2 separate regions of the Capsicum annuum genome follow, and region 1 is linked to region 2. A link is a contact called in public Hi-C data. All regions are on one chromosome and are shown on one strand. Each heading gives the region's core, a stretch centred on a gene start, on an enhancer-like site or on the middle of the called end of the contact. The rest is flanking DNA. Distances are from core to core; before and after follow the strand shown. Region 1 holds the start of LOC107878737. Region 2 has its middle 5.6 kb from the start of LOC107878670.

Region 1 (5,557 bases), core at 2,857-5,356, 280 kb after region 2:
ATTTTTTGAATATGGCTATTCTACAAGTATGAAGTTGTAGAATCAGATTCCTTTGATCCACGTGTTCCTAGCCGAGCTTAAATGGATGAATGAAGAAGAGCATCGGGGTATACTTCAGCTCTCTGGATTTTGTATTGAATGATAGAATAGCTAGGACCTTTGGATTCTGTTAGAGCCTATGTTCAACCAACTGATGCTTTATCATTCAGTTGACTTCTTGCAATCAGTCCGTGTTTAATTTGTGCTGGAAAAAGCCGGAGTTTCTGTCAGTTTTACCTACTAATAGAATTCTTCTACATTGTATGCTGTAGTTTTGAATAAGAGTGCTATCTTTGATTTTTATAAAAAAAATTGGTAACTGTTTCTATTTCTTTAAATCAGTACATGGATTGTACTGAAAACTGTATTTACATAACAACAACAACAACATACCCAGTATATTCCCACCAGGTGGGGTCTGGGGAGGGTAAGTGTACGCAGTCCATACCACTATCTCAAAAGTGAGATAGAGAGGCTGTTTCCGATAGACCCCCGGCTCAAAATAAAGCAATCTAAGATAAGATAAGGAATATTAATAGAACAAGATACAATAGACATGAACAAATTCAATAAAACCAAAAAGCAAGATACTCCAACTACCACACCAAAGCATACAACAGCCTAAACTCCTACTAACCTTCTACCCTAATTCGCCCCCTGCACATCTTCCTATCCAGGGCCATGTCCTCGGTAAGCTGAAGTTGCTCCATGTCGTGTCTAATCACCTCCCTCCAATACTTCTTCGGTCTACCTCTACCACGCTTGAAACCGTCCCTAGCCAACCTCTCACACCTCCGTACTGGGGCATCCGTGCTTCTCCTCATCACATGCCCAAACCATCTCAGCCTCGCTTCCCTTAGAAAGGTACTGTCCTACTATAATGAGTCTAAGACATCAATGATACAGACAGTATCATTAGAGTATATCAGATAACACCAAAAACACGAAGTCAAAATACAATTCAGTTTGACTTGCTGCATATTAGTCTCTCTATTCTAAAAGACTCTTAAAATTACTCGCTTTCCATATAGTCCACCAAATAGTAGCAGGAATAATTTTCCAGTTGCTTCTGTTCGTTGCTTGTTGTCCTGCTTCTTCCCAGCTGCATGGGGCCTCTGAAATTCTACCAAACATGGAACAGGAGATGTTTTTGAGCCTGAGGAATAGACTCCAGAGTGACCAGTGTCTTTGCATTGGATGAACAAGTGATTGACTGGTTCTACAGCTTCCCCACAGAAAAGAACATCTAGAGCACTGTGGGGTCCCGCTCTTCATCAAATTCTCCTGTGTCTACAATATTTAGTGGGATACTCCTAGAATGGCTACGTAGACAATGGCTTATTGGAGGACAAGATGGTGGCCGCCCCCAAAAAGAATACGCTGCTATTTCTTATAAAATTTGGAAAGAATGGTTTAGTAGAAATGTTTGAAGGATTAAAAATCCATAGCGTACCGTCTTAATTTTTTTTTTTTTGAATAACAAGAAAAAAGTAACAGTATTTGATTTAAGTTCCTTTCGCATTTAATTGTATTTTTGGTATAACAAGGATACTCCAGTTTGCATAAATAATTTGCTTCGATTTGAGTTATAAATTACGGTCTGCATGTTATATAATGTTTGTATAGTAGCCAAGGGTGTTACCTAGCAATTAATGAAGCTGGAATGGACCATTGGAGATCATGGCTCAAATTCCAGCTTATACAGAAAAGCTAGGTGATGTCTTCCTATTTTTCCAAGTCTTAGTGGCCAGAGTTACCTAATTACCTGTATTGGTGGAAAGTAGCACGTAACAAGTGAATTAGTCTAGATGCATCCGCGCTGCTCCTAACACTACCATTATAAAAAACAATAATTGTATATAAGTATTTTCTTTGTCTTGTATCAATACCATATTTTTGAATATAAGAGGTAGGAGTTTGAAGAATTGGTAGAAGTGCATAAGGATGTTGGCTGTTCCTGTAGGACAATATTGTGCATATCAACCATTCGTGTACTTGGAGATTTTGTCGTGTTAATGAACTTGCAGAACTGATAGATACGTGATGCAGATATTTGAAGTGTGATTCCCTGCTGTAGTTCACGTTTGGATAACTCTTGCTGAACAACTTTATACCATAAGATTGAGGTGGTGTTGCCTAGCTATCACAATGTTAGGTACCTACATAAGATATGTTACACAGGCACTCCAAGTCTCATGGCTACATATGAACACCTTTTACTTTTAATAGACGTCTGCTATACCTCTTGAGTCTTTAGCTTCAAAGGAATTCCAATCTTTTAGCTGTTGAAAGTTGATAGAATTCTCCGCCACTGAGCTCTACTTTAGGTACGTACTTCCTTTTTTTATTTGTAAATATGGTTTTTCAGTACTTAGGAAGTACTGACTTAAATACAAATGTTACCAGTTTCAAAAATAATACTTCAGGTACTCATAGTACAAGTGTGTATTAATATTATTCTTGTCTTCTGGGACTCCTGTCAGAGAAGTGTTTGGGGTTAAAATTCACTTGTGCAATTGTGTGTCTGTGGCTCTGGTGTAGTAGTTGTATCTTTTTATATGAGGATTGACTGTGCGTTTCCAAGGAGCAGCAGTCTGTGATTGATCTGCCTGGAGAAACAACAAATTTATCTTCATCTCCTCTGAAGAAAGCTTGATATTTATATCTGTTTGGATTTATATTGTTTTAGCTGGTTTTCTTTTAATTTGCTTGTATTGGATGGCAAAAGTTTCAAATTATTAACTCCTCTGTGAAATATTGATGTTCTAAATCTACGTGGATTGAGATTGTGGTAATATTTGACATTTCAACTAAATTTTTCCTTAAAATGAGGATGAATACTTTTAACTTACAGTTATTTCCGTCTTTACTTGTGTTTCCACAGGAAGGGAATGAGCTGAGATTGGGAAAACATATGGTGATGCTTATATTAAACACCTCTCTTGATCTTAAGAAATCTGATTTTCCTTCCAAGGACCTGACTAAAGGGAAAAGAAGGAAGTTCCTGGCGTGTAACAATGACAAATCCGAAATGGAGTTTTCTACCCGTTGTAGATAATTCACTGTGAGTATGAAGATGGAGCTCCTTGTTTAGATCTCATACATTAAACCTGGGTATTAGTTTGTATAAAGGTTTTTCTCTGACTTCCTACATGGTGAAGAGACTTTTTCTTCTAGTTTATCTTTATTCTTGTCTAGGTGGAGTTCACAGTACTCGTGAGTCGTGACTGATTTCAGTGTGTGTTCATGCAGCTTCTGGCAGCTTCTGTGAAGTTTTTTCTCTACTAATTTCCTTTACCCATGTGAAGAGGGCAGGGCATAAGCTAACAAGCAGTATATGTTCCTACGTGTGGTTTAAGCCTCTCATCATGTAGGATATGGAGATATTTGAGCGCCTATGTCATTTGAGAACTTTTAGCTCAGCATGTATAATTTTTTTTCTTTTAAAAAAAGTATCGATGTAATGTTCTAAGTTGGCCTTTTGAGGCTAGGATGGTTATTCTTTTGGGATTTAAAGGGGACATGTACAATGACAAGTTCATCGCTACTCGGTACTTAGCCGAGCAGATTAGTAAAAGAAAGATTTCGAAGAAGTGATGCTGTCCCTTGTAACATTTCCAAAATGGAAGCTGGGATTGGTCCTTGACCATATTTCATTATTTCTCCAAAAGTCCTGGCTAAGCAATCATCAAGACACAATCCCCTGTATCAATGTATTTCTGTTAGTGCGTGTATGAGGAGCCGTTGCAAGTTCCTCTTGGAAGTTTGTTGAATTGTGAATTAATCTGTATTAGCAATTAGTCTGTTTGTTCTCTGACATATAATATTTCATTAATGCGAACACATCAACACGAATTCTTGATATGCTTATCTAAAGAATGATTTTAGGTCTTCATACTGACCCGTGTCCTTACCCACCAAAGCTACGACATCTTGTTTATTTCTTGAAGTTGGGTGTTCTGTTGCTTCTTCTCACCTAAGATTATAAGTTATTGTATTCCTCCATGTAACCCTCCGTCAAGGTTTTACCTTTGAGGAGCGTGTGACAGTTGAGATTCCTTTCACATCATTCAATTAAACATCTCAGATTCAAGCTATAGGAATGGAGAAACTTTCTGTAGGAAGGTTAGCCTATCGAAGTGAATATGATTTGTTGGGCAGGTGAGCTTCGGATGCGGAATGTTGAATAAAAAAGTAGAAAGGGTAACTTGTGGGGCAAGAATGGATCTTTTTAGGTTTGATTTTCCATGCAAAAAACCTCAAGCAAGTAAAGTCTGGTTTGTTGGCCAGTGCACTTCAATTTAATTAGTCACCTTTTTAAAACATCCAATATTTCAACTTTCCATCGAGCAGATCACCTATTGTTTTTACTTTTCCCCATGGAATTTATCTTTGTTTTACTTGATTCTTGCAGATTCTTCAGTTATAAGTTTCTTTACCATGCCATCCCATAACTTAAAAGCTTCAAATATATATATATCTGCAACCATTCTGCAGGTAGAACATTGCCCAATTTTTTGTTGTTCTTAACCTTGGAGAAATTATTCACTTGCTGGAGTCTATTACGTGTGCAATACAGCAAGAAGCACTACTCCTGGTTTTGAGGCATACTCTTGTTTTTATAAAATCAACTTAACTTGTTCTTTCTTCTATAGTATGTCTGCCATCATCTACTCAATTTTTGTGATGGAACTTTCCATTAACATGAAACATTCTCTTCAAGCTTTAGCCGTGATCTGTTTCTTATTTTTCCCTTCCACACAAGGTGACATATGGTTTCTACTTTTTCTTCTTGCTCCATTATATTGCTGATTTTTCCAAGTCATATGGCGTGTAGGACAGTTTATAGCGTACAGTTTGATTATGTGAACGTAAATTGTTGTTGATAGGTAAAGCAGATGATTATGAAACTCAAACCGCCGCTGCAGGAGTTCTTGAAAATGAATATTTGCCCAACTATGGAGGCACAAACGGAGAATATTCACCTCATGAATATGGTGGTGGCACAGTTGATGCTCAACCTGACTATCTTTTCTCCAAAGCTTTGCAATGTTTCACCGATAAGCATGTAACTCCTTCTTACCCATACATGATATACATGGATGTCCTCACCTAATCTTTGCCTATTTTTCACCTACATGATTTTCTGAAATGCAATAAGGATGAGTAACTTATTTCAAATGAAGATGCAGATATACCGGCGTTGTGAGGAGTCTTATAGATTGACCGAGACAGGGGAGCTCCATGTACCACCTGAATATACTGATCAATACTGCACAGGACCATGCTTGGAGGAGACTCACCATGTGTTAAATTGTCTTGAAAACATACTATCGCATTTCAGGTTTTACAATAAGGCCACCATTAGAGCGGTCGAAGAGACTATCAAGGAGGGATGTAGCGATGGCCCTAAAAGAGGTTAAACTTTCTCCACTTTACTACACAAAACTGTCCCGTAGGTTCTGCTGAAAAACATATTGGATATGATTTGTTTCCAAGGAGAGTATTTCTAAAGAAA
Region 2 (5,789 bases), core at 2,170-4,669:
TAACTACAGAAAATAGACTTTTTAGATACGGAAAATGGGCTTTTGCTTTGAAAATCATACTTGAACATATATAAATTTTAGACTTTGCTTCATTTTGTATTTTTGACTATGTAATTTTTTATTCACTTTTCTCAATTTTCATGAATATCTATTTTGTTTTTCATGATTTCTAACCAAGTTAAGATTCACAACTCTGTTCCATTGATAACGCTCAACTCACATGTCAATTTAAGTGCAAGGTGATCGTTGTCAGTATATTACCCAGCTTTGATTCGGGGTTGAATCCACGAAGAACAATGTGAGTGGTTATTGAGTAAGTTCAAAATAAAAGTTATTTGCTAAATTCAAACCTAGGGTACAAGTAGTTTGGGAATGTTAAGATAATTCGAAAAGACAACAAATTAGACTTTTAACTGGCTAACTTAAGGTTGAGAATAATTAGAGCGTAATCAATTAGGAACGAATCTTGAAGCTATGGTTTACTAGGGGTAACTAGTGTGTGGGTACATGAAAATCAACTCCAAATCTTAGCTAAAGTATGTGTGGATAGGCTCGGCTAGGGATTTTGATACTAGCCTTTCAACAAAGTATCAAACTATCACCCGTGGATTCTTTCGAGTACCTCGTGGGTGTGGTCAACCAATCGTTACCAAACCTCAATTGGGCATCCCTATTTCTAAGAAGATGCCAAAGATATAGCAATTCCACATTTTATCCTTATTTCTAAGACAATAAAAATGGAGTAACTATTATCTATCTTATTGTTCATAAATGCTCATGTTACTCACATCTCTCTTTCAAGGATGATATGGTGTTTAGAAAAATTGAGGCTTTCACCAATAAATTCCATTTTATAAGCAAACATTTGTGAAACCCAAAAACTTTCACCAAGAATTTAAGCTAGCAATCACAACCCACACATATTTGCACCCTATTTAAACATAACCCCAAGAGGGAGAGCTAACAACTCACAAGGATAATAAATAAAGATATACCCAAATCTCCATCAAATAGATTCATAAAAAATAAAAAAGATGCAAATCCAAACTTTAAGTTTCAATAAATCTTCAAAGGAAAATGCTAATCCTCCACTTAGAAATTACTCTAATGTATTATTCACCTCAAAATTAGTACAATAATGTTTTCTCCAAATTGAAAACTAGATGGTGGAAGAGATTTTCAAAATTGGGGATTTTTCTCCATGAGAAAGGGTTTGAGCCTCCTAAGGAAATTGAGGACGGTTGTTGTGAAATTACAAAACTGTCCTCGGGTACAATTCTGCGTTGTCACGATCGTTGACACTTGTCCGAGACTGCGGCTACCACGACCGTGGTCAAAACTTCGCGATCGCATCGCTTTGACCTAGATTGACTGGCCGCAATTACGGTAACTGAGGCTGGTTTCTACTTCAGGTCTTCTAGCTGCACTTCTTTTCTCCTTTTTGATCCCTTTTAGTTCAGATTTACATCTTTCCATCTCATAACCTGTATGCCTGTAAAATGTGAAAAATAGTACATTTAATGACAAATATGTCTCATTTATACATTCAATTCATAGTAGCGTGGACAAATGTTGAGTGCAAATGAATGGTAAATTCGTCACTCATCAAAAACCCCAATTTAGAGTTTTGCTTGTCCTCAAGCAACACTACCTCTTTCCATGAGATAATGTGCATTTATTCCCAAATTAGATGATCCAATGATCACAATGACTTGAAGCTTAGTTATTACCACAAGTAGCTCTTCAAACATGGACAAAGTTAATCTCACAACCTCTCTTAACATGAAATGAAATGTTCAAGAGTGCAAAAGACTTCAAAGAGCAACCATGCAACAATCACTAATACTCTATAAGTGACTTACCTTTAACCTCAACTTTATTATACTCCTTTTGACTTATTTTTTGGAAGATGACAAAATCACCCACCTCAACTTGTTTACATGCCTCCTCACAAGAAGGAAGATTCACACACCAATTTATCAAATATGCAATGAAATATTTAAGTGTAAAACTCTCTCTCTCTCGAGGACTCTCGATGCTAACAAGTACCACGCCATAGGCTTGTCCATATTTTCAATCGCCACTACAATGAATACACTTGATCGAAGATCTCAAAGGGCTTTTTGATCTTGTAACATAGGTTTGGGGTAGGGTAGGATATTATTTAGGATCAACATGACTATACCGTTCTTGAACATCTACATCACACTATTCCATCCAACTTTTGACCAAGAGTCACTTCTTTTGTTTTTACCCTTTACACATGTGCCTATTTTATTTCCTTGGCTCACCCATTTTCTTTTCATTTCTTTTTCTTGCACATTTCGTGCTTTTCTTTCCTTTGTTGAATCCTATCTTTTTTCTTATTCATTTGTTCTCAATACTTAAGCTCTTAGGCACTCACTTACAACTTCGTGGTCCAAAGTTACCTCTTTCAATCTTCACCACCCCCAACTTAGGTTTTTAGCCTCAAGTTGCATTTTTAAGTTTGTTGACACCTAAGTTTACCTTCCACAACTAAATTTAATTCTGAGTTTTTTCGATTATAAATAAAATTGAAATATTTATTTTATTAGATAATTTTTTTCTAAAATACTTATTTGCGTAAAATTTGCCATTTAAGAAACGAATTATATATATTTTCGTATTCTCGTATACAAGAATGTATTATTTTGTTACTTAAATAACTATTGTACTAAAAATAGATTTTTAATAAAAGGTTATCTCTAAATTAATTCAAATGGGTAAAATTTTGGTTAAAACATAATTTGATCTGAGAAATAATTTATTTGATACATGTTTTGATTTTATTGAACGAAGAAGCTTGAGATTAGATTAGTTATTAATTTGTTTTAATTTTTTATAAGATTTAGCCAATTAATTAAATTTGACCTTAATTGAAATCAACTTGGCCACAATTACGGTGCAATTGGCCAATCAATTTTCAATTAGGTTATGATTTAAACATAATTGACTAAAATCCTAATAATTAGGATATTTAATAGTAAAAAATACATAAAGTAGCATATTTAAGTATTAAATTACAAAAAATAACAACACTTTTATCAAATTACATTTTGTAGCATATGTATTTGTATGTATTTGTATTTTTGTAGCAACAGTTTGCAAAAATACAAAATATATATCGATCGTAAAGGCAGTGAAAATCATATGTATTTGTATTTTTGTAGCAACAGTTTGCAAAAATACAAAATACAACTTGTTATATTATGTAATTATAAAACTGTTGCTATGAAACTCATAATTAAGGGTATAAGTATGCTATTTTTGCATTTTGCCCAATTTAATAATAGCCTAATTCTAACCTACCCAATTACACCATCCCAGCCCTTCCTAAACAAGCCCAACAGACCCAACTTCAACAATCAGCCGCCCATGACCCGTCCAGCCCAACACCATCGTCGACCCGACCCGATCTCCCCCTTTTATTTCTCTTCAGCCAAAACCCGGTACTCACCGACGACGTTATCAACAACAGTCAACAGTTGTTAACAAATAACGATGACAACGAGCAACAACGTGCAAAACCCGACCCCCAGACCCGATTTCGTCACTAACTCAATACACAAACGACGTAACAGCGACAACCTCAACAACAGCGTACAATTTCAATGCTGTAACCACAAGCAGCCAACAACGACGGTAGCACCACATCAATAACGACAAAATTCCAGACGTCTCATTTACTATTTTGCCTTGTCAGATAGTCTTTTATGGATAAAATGCAGAATGCTCTCATCTTTTCAGTTGGTGGTTCATCAATTTGGGGAAAAAATCAATTCACCTCCTTTGACCAAGCAAAGTAACGACTCTTTCCTCCTTCTCTCCACTGATTTTTGAGTACAAAATATGGCCTTTGTCTCACTATGGATGTGAAACTTTTTTAAGAATTGGTTGAAATTTTAGATTTGAAATCCATCCTTTTTTCAAAATTCGAAACCCATTTTCTCCCCCAATTTATCTTATAAATAGTGGTTGAAGGATACGGGAAAAGAGGAGGAATTTTAGGAAAAAAAAGGGTGTTCTGGAGACGCGTGTCTCTAACCTCACGCAACCAAAAATCCGGAAAGAAAACTCGAAAAATCAATTTCCAACGAATTCAGTTGAACACTATTGATTTTGGAATCTAGTTTTGGCCGTGGTGAAGGTTTCATCCTTGAAAAACTCGTAATCCCATTCGCTGCCCGGGAAAAAGGTTAACACATCTTCCTTTTTTCTTTTAGTTGATTGTTCTTCACCGTCTTCTTTATAGACTTCTCTCGTTATCATAATGGCTGAGACTGTTTAGTTGATTGTTCTTCACCGTCTTCTTTATAGACTTCTCTCGTTATCATAATGGCTGAGACTGTTTGCTGTAGGAACTTAGGATTTTCTTATATTTTTTGTCGATTTGGTGGCTGTGTTCCTGTAGTTCCTAGGCTGCATCTTATTATGTTTCGTTATTTGTGTTGTTTGGTGGTATGTCAGATTTTGAAATTATTTATTCTTTTTCTTGTTTGTTGCGGGAATGAAAATTCACTCAACAAGTTAAACTTCTGTGTGGATTTCTTGATTTTGTTAATAAGTATATTTTGTCAAAGAGAAAATTTGCCTTTTTGTTTCTCTGTATTGCTTGGAAAACAGTGGCTCGGAAGTCGATTTTCCTTTTTCCATTGCTTTCCATATTGGTTATTAGTGTTTACGGATGTACCAAATAAATTTTACTTCCTTAGATTTGCCTTGTCATTGGTTTTGTTATTTGAAATAGAATAATGTCTCTCTAAAGTTGGCACGATTAATTCATTCTCTTGCAAATAATTCATTGTGCTGCATTTGATCCATCTTCTACGTGCACGTTGCAATTGCCGTTTAAAATTCGATATTGTCTTGAAATTTCTAAACTCTTTTACTCCATACAAATTAATTCTAGAGTTAATAGTGGACATATATTAATAACAATTTTTTAAGTGTTGCTTTCTTAACTAGTTATATTAGTACTATTTGAATAAATTCCAATCTTTATATTTTCTTGATGCACGTGACACCGACTTGAGTCTCAGCGGACTCCATTTCCTACATTTCTCGATGGACTAGGCCTACATCTTCTACAAGTTCCAAATGCCTTCATTTTTGAAGGAACGAGGCTGGTATACATTTGTATAAGCCTGATATATGAGGTTTACAGGTTAAAAGTGGCTGATATAAGTCAAGAGATGACTTATGGTAAAGCTAGCAAGAATAAAAGGTTTTCCATGCTGTTATACAGCGTATATACAGAAAAAATGCAGTAAAACGAGGCTGATATACAGTCAGTATACAGCTGGTATACAACTGCAGAAATGGACCAAAAGTCCATAAAGAATGAGCCCAAAAGTTTTCTAGATTTGGAAAAGGCCCATCTTTTAATTCTTCTTATTCATCTCCTTGTAAATCCTATTTGATAATATGTTTGCCTTAAATTATTAATTTGGTTAACTTTTATAAATCCCCTTCGAATCATTATTTTTGTTTATCTCTGTATTTTTCCTTTGTTATTTTATAGCGTAATATTCGAAATTAATAAAAATATATCTTTCTTTATGTTTTTTCTTAAAATAATTTTTTCTAAAAAAAATAATCAAATGACATTTTATTTTATCAACGTGTCAAAGTAGTTCATTTAAGTTAAAAAGAATTCTCATCGACCTAAAATCAATTTCCTTTGCAAAAAATAAAAATATTTTCACTAATTAGTCAAGGCTCATAATTTGTTTAAATTGATATTTTTCTTTAAAGACAAATATTTTTTT

The links. Hi-C and Micro-C count contacts between places; a contact is called where the count stands out from the background.
Region 1: a Hi-C map of placenta shows a contact between it and region 2, with 4 times the contacts expected there. The contact joins the promoter of LOC107878737 here to the enhancer-like site in region 2. A contact is called at or near these places in 2 of 5 Hi-C or Micro-C datasets (bud and placenta).

Annotation. Positions count from the first base shown.
Region 1 is chr1:125,421,273-125,426,829 of UCD10Xv1.1, forward strand. LOC107878737 reads left to right here and starts at 4,107. Exons shown (of 4, transcript XM_016725845.2): 1 at 4,107-4,804; 2 at 4,929-5,107; 3 at 5,226-5,457. The coding sequence starts at 4,696. LOC107878704 (putative pentatricopeptide repeat-containing protein At3g16890, mitochondrial) reads left to right here. Exons shown (of 3, transcript XM_047407309.1): 2 at 2,089-2,366; 3 at 2,924-3,901.
Region 2 is chr1:125,138,917-125,144,705 of UCD10Xv1.1, forward strand. No RefSeq gene overlaps it. Among protein-coding and RNA genes, the nearest start is that of LOC107878670, 5.6 kb to the left of the region's middle. Within about 2 kb of position 3,420, at least 5 of the 5 cell types and tissues checked have an H3K27ac peak or open chromatin away from gene starts, as enhancers often do. A contact at or near this core is called in bud, where this site is marked.